Linked DNA regions of Gossypium hirsutum: region 1 is linked to region 2. Evidence: chromatin contacts called from public Hi-C data. All regions are on one chromosome and are shown on one strand. The core of a region is the stretch at or near the end of the contact, and the rest is flanking DNA. Distances in the headings are between cores, read along the strand shown. Region 1 holds the start of LOC107941173 (auxin transporter-like protein 2). Region 2 holds the start of LOC107955293 (coronatine-insensitive protein 1).

What was found. Hi-C and Micro-C count contacts between places; a contact is called where the count stands out from the background.
Region 1: a Hi-C map of leaf shows a contact between it and region 2, with 3 times the contacts expected there. The contact joins the promoter of LOC107941173 here to the promoter of LOC107955293 in region 2. A contact is called at or near these places in 6 of 34 Hi-C or Micro-C datasets (anther, callus, hypocotyl and 1 more).

What each region holds. Positions count from the first base shown.
Region 1 is chrA05:78,564,110-78,568,335 of Gossypium_hirsutum_v2.1, reverse strand. LOC107941173 (auxin transporter-like protein 2) reads right to left here and starts at 1,738. Exons shown (of 11, transcript XM_016874728.2): 1 at 1,466-1,738; 2 at 58-124.
Region 2 is chrA05:78,031,617-78,035,427 of Gossypium_hirsutum_v2.1, reverse strand. It overlaps LOC107955293 (coronatine-insensitive protein 1), which reads left to right and starts at 1,915. Exons shown (of 3, transcript XM_041111846.1): 1 at 1,915-2,908. The coding sequence starts at 2,412.

The DNA of each region.
Region 1 (4,226 bases), core at 489-2,988, 530 kb before region 2:
TTAAAATTAGTTCCAGCAGACCAAGTACACAACAAGTCCAGTCTTAATTTTTTCAACCTTTTAGGTAAGCAGCAGACTTGCCGATAAGTCCAATAGTACTTGCAGTTGGTCAAATGTCTTAGGCCTGCAAAACAATATAAAAGGAATATAACTCATTGATCTCGTAGCAGAATCTTAAGTCATATATGATGTTCAAGCTCAATGCAATACCATAACCATAGCCCACAAATACTTAAACTTAACCAAACTGGGTAAATAATTCAACAAGTTAAGATGCATACTTTCAACAGGCTCCTCAGGGCCGAAGTGTAAACTTACTTTGTTTCCATTGTCAACATCACGAAACTCTACCTGTAGTTTTAGGGGGGGAACAATTATTTTAGTTAATTTTCTGTTATTGTAGCTCACTAAAGAATATGAGCAATTAGGAATATTGTGAAAAGTGAACAATACATATTTATCAAATTTCTATTACAGACTTTTGCACTTATTTACAGTGAGAATTCTGCAACTCTAAAATAATTAAACAACACATAAAAAAGCAAAAAAATTAGAAAATGAAAAAAGTTAACATTTCTTACTCCAAACGTAACAAAATGAAATCGAATTCCATTTTGCTTTTGCATTCAAACAGACGCAAGTAGCATCCATAATACTCAGAATTGATTGAGCAAATGTAATACTTAACCCTTCTATGAGAGATCAGATAAAAAGCTCAGTAGAAAGCACAAATTTAAAGAAAAAGCCGGAGATAGGAATAATAAGAGGAAAATGAGAAAAGAAGTAAGCATGGCAAGCGAAGCAGTAAAGGTCAGAGCTTTTAGCTGCAAGGGAGTTTAGGTGGAATTGGCAATGGTGTAGCCATGGGATCTTGATTGGTTAGGGTAATCGATGGAATGTGACCTCAATAAGAAAGCTGACGGTGGTAGGAGAGTGGTGTGAAGGAAGAAAAACAAGAAGAATGACAGAAAGAGCAGAACAAATAGCTTAACTTTGTTCACATTTTACAACCCAAGCTACGCAAACAAATAAGCAAAAAGTTGGTAAAAAAATGGCAGCATAGCCTCATTTGAACTCGACGCCGATAGCGGCAGTTGGAGACGACGGTGGCGACTGGTGAACTTCAAGGCAGCAGATACAATAGTAGCTAGAAAGGGGTAACACCATAGCACAGCCACTTAAATCATGAAACAAAAATTAAGAAACAAAAATTTAGCATGAAACATTTACAAAATTCACACAAACAAACTAAGAACATTTTAAAATAATTTGCTGAAGCTTTTGATTCATTAAAACCCAAAATAATTCAGCTACCAAATCAAACTCTAGAAACCCCCCCCAAAAAAAAGAACACAAAAATTATGAGGATCTAATGAAGAAACCGAGAAGGATCAGAGTGAGACCGAAAAAGAACTTTAACTAACAAAATCATAGGAAAAAAAAAGAATCAAAGGCGATCACTTACCGTAAATAAGGAGGTTCAACGGAAGGAAGATGAAGATGGTGAATGAAGCTTGATTTTTCGTCGATTAAGGATCCAATTTCTATAGGGTTTACTTTGGGAAAAATGTTTATGAAGAAATTGTCGGAAGTGTAAAAGTGAAAACGACGAAGATGAAGATGAGAGACAGGATATTTTGGTCCAAAATAGGGAAAAATGTTATTACTCGTTCCTTTGAATAGCTAATCAGACCCCAAGCCCCTGAATTGCTATTACGGGCCGTAGTATCATGGAAGCTGATTCCATTCAGCGTGTAATAGCCATTACAGGCAACCAAATGTTGGTTTGGTGGTGGGCCCATTGAATTGGGCTATAATTTATTCCTATTACACCCAACCAAACATTGCCTTATTATCGTTAAGAAAACCAGCTAAATACCCAGTTCTTTTAAGCCTATGATTTAAGCCCATTAAATATAAAAAATCACTTTCTTTTCCACATTTAGATTCCAACAAGAATTAGAAGAATTTTCCTATTCTTCGCTTGAAGAAAGGATAAATTAAAAAAAAGTATATGAAACAAGCTAATAACTGAGGGTAAATTCACCTACTTTCCTATCAAGTCATATCAAACTGTGTCTAGTAGGAGGCATTATCAAAAATGTAACGAGAAAGATTTTCTTCAACAACTAAAAACAGTTAGTTTATTTACTGTATAAACTCAAATCATTTTTTTATTTTATTTGCTATATAAATTAGTTTTTTTTTCATTTAAATCACATTCTAATAGTTGTATCAATTCACTTAATTCATCCATTCTTTCAATTCTCTAAATTTTTTAGTTATCAAATTTTCATTCAATTTTTCTCAAAATCTTGTTGTTTTAATTTTATACTTTGTAATTTCTTTTTTTAATTGATTTTTATAATGAAAATTATGCTTATTCGTTTTGAGGACAATCACATTTTTTGTGTCCTATTGTAAATGGTAAGAAAATTTATTAAAATTTTTAATTTTAATTAAGTTCATTATTAAGTTGTTAATATTATTAATTTTATAATTTTTTTATGTTTATATAATCAGGCCAAAAATCAAATTTTAGAGACGTACATACACAATTTAATTGTGAGGGCACCACGTGTTAGTGAATAACACTTGCAAGAGGTGAGATTCTTGCACATGTCTCGTATGGTAGAGGGGACTAAACAAGATCCCACATTTATTCGTGCTTTGATGGAAAGATGGAGACCTGAGACATACACATTCTATCTTTCGTGCAGTGAGTGTACTATTACACTCAAGGACGTAGCTTTACAATTCAGTTTATCGGTGGATGGACCAATCATTACAGCGGCAATGTCATTGGCGATTGGAGTGCAATTTGCAAGCAACTATTAGGGAAGATACTATGGTTGGAAGAAAATTTCAATTATATCGACAACTTCGTGATTACCATTAAAAGAGAATAATATGCCCCGGGCATTCATCCTAAGGTCAATCAGGGGTTTTCTAATGTTTGATAAATCTCAAAATCTAGTACATTTAAGGTAGATACTACAACTCGTCGACTTGAAAGAAGCAGGACAACTTAGTTGGAGATAAATTATATTGGCCACATTGTACTGAGAGATGTATCGGGCGACGCAACCAAAAAAAAATTAAAATCGGTGGTTGCATACTCCTTCTAAGGACATGAGCATGGTATCAACTATCATTTTTATGTTCCCAAGTAAACACCCCTTATTCTTTCCCACTCGTAATAAGGTAAAATACATTTGATAAGATAGTTATCATAATACTTTTTCATTATTATATTTTTGAAATAATATATTATTTTAATAGGTGGAACAATAAGATGAGTTATGTGAGTATAGCAGATGAGCTCGAAGATATCTAACTATTTTTAGATCAATGATCGAAAGCCTATGTTAGTATTTGAATTTTTAAATTAATAATATTTACGTAAGAATTTGAATTTTAATATTAGGTAGATAATAAAATTTTTAATTTCGTACTATAATTCGAATGGATGTCATACACTAATCAGAGAATTCAAGAATACATCCCGGTCGAATTTTTAGCCAATCACAATATCTGGCACGTCAAGGTGCTATTGATAATTTTTTTTACAGTGGAGATGCACGAATCTGATCAAGTGATGCACCAGTTCGGGTTTAGGCAAAGTATTCCTCCGTCACTCTAAGAAATCAAAGAACTACACAAGGTCGACTTGCAAGGGAGAACTGACAGAAATTGGGCGAAATGCCACGACAAATATATCTACATTTGGAAGCATAGGTACGATTTTATACCTATGCGTGAACCAAATCTTGCACCAGAATTGACAACCTCTCCAAATTACATGAAATGATTTAGACACCACGGTAAGCCATATCTACTACTAAAGGAGAAAATGAATAGGCAATGTCGTCACAGGAGGCCAAGACGACCCCACATGAATCCTAGGTTGGGAGTACATGCCTTGATGGAGTTCATCAACTCCAACTCCATACATGTAACCGATGGTTGGACCACCTCCTGGTCAGTATGGTTCATATTTATAGATAAAAACCACATTATGCACCACCATACCATGTATCAACATATTTACAGGTGTCTTTTTTGCACCACCTCCATCCTGAAAACTATATGAGCACAAATACTGACAAAAACATCGATGTATCCACCATCTCTGACAATTTCAACATTTTATCCGTAATCGAGTTATGCAATACCATAAACTTATCTGCTAATAGTATATACCATACACTTATCCACTAATAGTA
Region 2 (3,811 bases), core at 666-3,165:
AGCGGTAGCTGACGATGTTGAGACTAATGTGCCTACTCCCGCTCAAGAGAGAGCGCGATCCGATTCTAGACTGGCTACGAGTTGCCATGATGGAGAGGCTAGACAAGCTTTCTATCAAATGATGAATCATGCTCATCTACAGAAAGCCAAGTAAGAGAAAAGGAAAGAAGAAATTACAAGGTATTGGCGAAATGAATATCAGCTTCAAGAGTCTTAAGAAAATTCTTTAACGATTTCCTCATCTCCCATGTCTCACATTTGTTTTTCTTGCTCAAAAACTTTGTAATTGATTTAGAGCTCAAAATCCAAAATCCAAAACCCAACTACCCATTTACCACAAACAATAAATCCCAACCTAAAATTGAAATCCTTTGCTATTAAGACAAGCAACTTAAAATCTCTTGCAATAAACAGAAATGCCCATAAAAACCAAATGCAATTTGAAAACAACAAGCTTAGATTTCTAACCTAAATTGCCCTAAAACAATCGGATCAACCAATTGACAATTTTTTTTCGAAAACTCAATTTTTTTCACAGCTCCCTACTAGTGAATACAAGCAAAAAAGCAAAGAGATGAAATTCTCACAATGGAAGTGAGATTGATGGGAATAATAACCTTACTCGTCTAAACTTTGGGAAAGTTTTTGACAATTTCAATGATCGTCATGGGATGAGAATAACCGAACAGGAATGAGGAGACATGGTTGGGGGTGTGGTGGCTTGAGATGTTTGATGAGGGAGAGTGGTACAGGGCAAGAATGGGAAGTTATGTTTTTTTCTTTATTCGGTGGTGGTTGTGTAGTCCTATTCTTTGGGTTTGGTGGGGAATGGCCATTACGGGAGAAGGTAGAATGGATAATGAATGAGATTTCGTCGAATGAAGGATTCGGTGAATCAAATTAATGAATAATTGTTTATCATCGAATTAACCAGGAATTGATTGGTTATTCATGTCAACCAAACGTAGTGTTAATTACTTGGAATTATAGTTGGATTTGGAAGAAATTCTTACAAAAGCATGATGTTGCATAAAAAAATTGTGTTCCGGAATGGTGTTGTGTGGAGATTCCCTAGTGACAAATATATTGCGGCTAAAGTTTGAGGAGAAAATATGAGTATGTTAAGAACTTGTGGAATAGGACAAAATTGGTTTTGTGGTTCCCAGTTCATATTTGAAAGCATTCATTTCTTAATTTGGATGGTCATTCGTGACAGACTACATACCAAAGGCACGCATTAATGGAATGTGCCATGTGGAACAAGAAACCAAAAGCCACATTTTCTTTGGGTGTCCTTTTCTAAGGAGATATGAAATGAAGTATTACTCCTATCCTATGCCACATGGGAAGAGAAGTGGGAAACTAGCAGCATGAGCTTGTATAAGATGTAACTAGATTGAAAGCAAAGGCGTTACTTTAAGACTAACATGAAATGCATATGAAAAGAGCAAAACAGGGTACCTGATAGCTTGTATAGGATATTTGCGAGCTGTTGGTCCAAAGTTGGGAGATTAAATTGTAAGCAAATAGGGCAACTGATATCTTGTCTAGATCAACCAAGAAGAACCCCATTGGCTTTTACTCTTTCAGTCAGGAAATGGTTTTGGTTCTACTACAAGAGAGCTTAGGAATAAACATTAACTGTACTGGTTAATTCCTTGGGTTTCTCCCACCTTCTTTCTCTTTTACCCAAAAAAAAAAAAAGGAAAAGCATGAAATAGCAGCTGCTTTTAATAATCATTTTTTACGAAAAAAAATATTATTGAAAATTAAGAAAGGCCACAAGGATGACAACTGCTGGGTGCAGAATATAATTAATAATTAAATTTAATCAGATTAAAAAAGTAGTGGAATAATTCAACAATTAGAAAGACTGAGATGTACCACATCACATTAATACTTCCAATACGGACGCAACCAATAAAAAATTATTAAATTTATTTTTCAGTCTCCACTAATTGGTTGCAATACTATTTTCTTTTGTATTTTTAATATATATATATTTAATTTAGAGCAGCTGAATTGTCTGGTCTGATCCTATAATTATATTTTTCACTTGGATCTTCTTTTCTGATGAATCTCGGCCGTCCATTTCGACCCTCCTTTATCTACTGAAACTTTTTCTCAGCTCTTTTCTCTTCGCTTTTCTGTGTGCTCAATCAACAATCTCTTCTTCCCCATACCTTCTCGACCCGATCCTTATCTGACCCGATTCGTTTTATAGCCGGTTGAGTTCCGTTTCGTTTCGGATCCTACCGCCTTTTCTTTTATGAAAAAATAAAACAGAGCTCTGAAAAAAAAGTGTTTTACTTTCTTTAATCAGATCGATCCATTCTTTTTTGTCTGTTTTGGGTTAAAAAACCGTTTTGATTTTAATTTCCCTTTAAAAAAGATCAGTTTTGATTTATTAGATGGAGGAAAATGGTAATAAGTTGCACAAAACGATGACGTCACAACCCGGTATGTCCGATGTCGTATTAGGCTGCGTGATGCCGTACATCGACGACCCGAAAGACCGCGACGCCGTATCTCTAGTTTGCAGGCGGTGGTACGAGCTCGACGCGCTGACTCGTAAGCACATAACGATCGCGCTTTGTTACACGACGAGTCCCGATCGGTTGAGGCGACGGTTCCGTCACTTGGAATCCTTGAAATTGAAAGGGAAGCCTCGGGCTGCGATGTTTAATTTGATACCTGAAGATTGGGGTGGGTACGTTACGCCGTGGGTGAATGAAATAGCGGAGAATTTCAATTGCTTGAAAGCCGTCCATTTCAGAAGAATGATTGTTAAAGATTCGGATCTGGAAGTTTTGGCTAGGTCTAGAGGGAAGGTTTTGCAGGTTTTGAAGCTTGATAAATGCTCTGGTTTTTCTACTGATGGTCTTTTGCACGTTGGCCGTTTGTGCCGGTAACTTTTTCTTCCTTTCTTAATTCTTGTGCAACTATGGGTTCTTGTTTCTTTGTGAAATTAGTCAAGCTTAGGCTTAAGTTCGATGAAATTCGTTCTTTAATTCATTGTTGAAAGTTCTTTTAGTTCGAGCATCTGCTGAAAGAAATGATCAAATATGGATTGAACTCAGTGGGATCGAGTAAAGAGGACTGATTTAGTAAGTTCCAACTACTTGGGGGTTAAACCTTATCTTAGTTTTCTTGAGTTTGGTTGAGTTGAATTGTAGGAATATTTCGATTAGTGTTTATTGGAAGTGGTTATGTTTAATGAAACATGTATTCAATCCCAATTACTTCTATTTGTAACTGTTTAGTTCAAGCGTTTGAAGTCGAGGAAAATCTTTCTTCTCCTCAGCTTGTAAGCATCGTTTACAGATGTGGTTGTTGCTGCGTTTGTTTGAATGTGGAACTGATGGAAAATCAATCTGAACGATGAAACATTTTGATTGCATAGATGGGAAAGTTCCATGAAACTGTATGCGGTCATTTTGAATCCCGAATCTTTAGGAGTTAGTGACTGGTCTACTCAGGGAAGAAGCAACTGTGAAAATTTGGTTTTGTTTGTAGTGCATGATTGTGGTAGTGTTGGTACATTTTACGATTGTAGAACCAATGGAAAATATGTATGAATGATGAAACATCCTGATTGCATATGTGCTAAAGTTGCATGAAATTGTATGGGATCTATGTGATTTCGTGAGCTTCAGGAGTTAGTGAATGGTCAAGTCGGGGGAGGAGCATGGGTGAAAGTTTGGTTTGGTTTGTACTGCTTGTAGTTGCATAGGACCATTGCGATGCCATGTCATGAAGCTTTCTGAGGTTGTAGTAAGGCACTCTAGTATGAATGACAGGATACCGATAA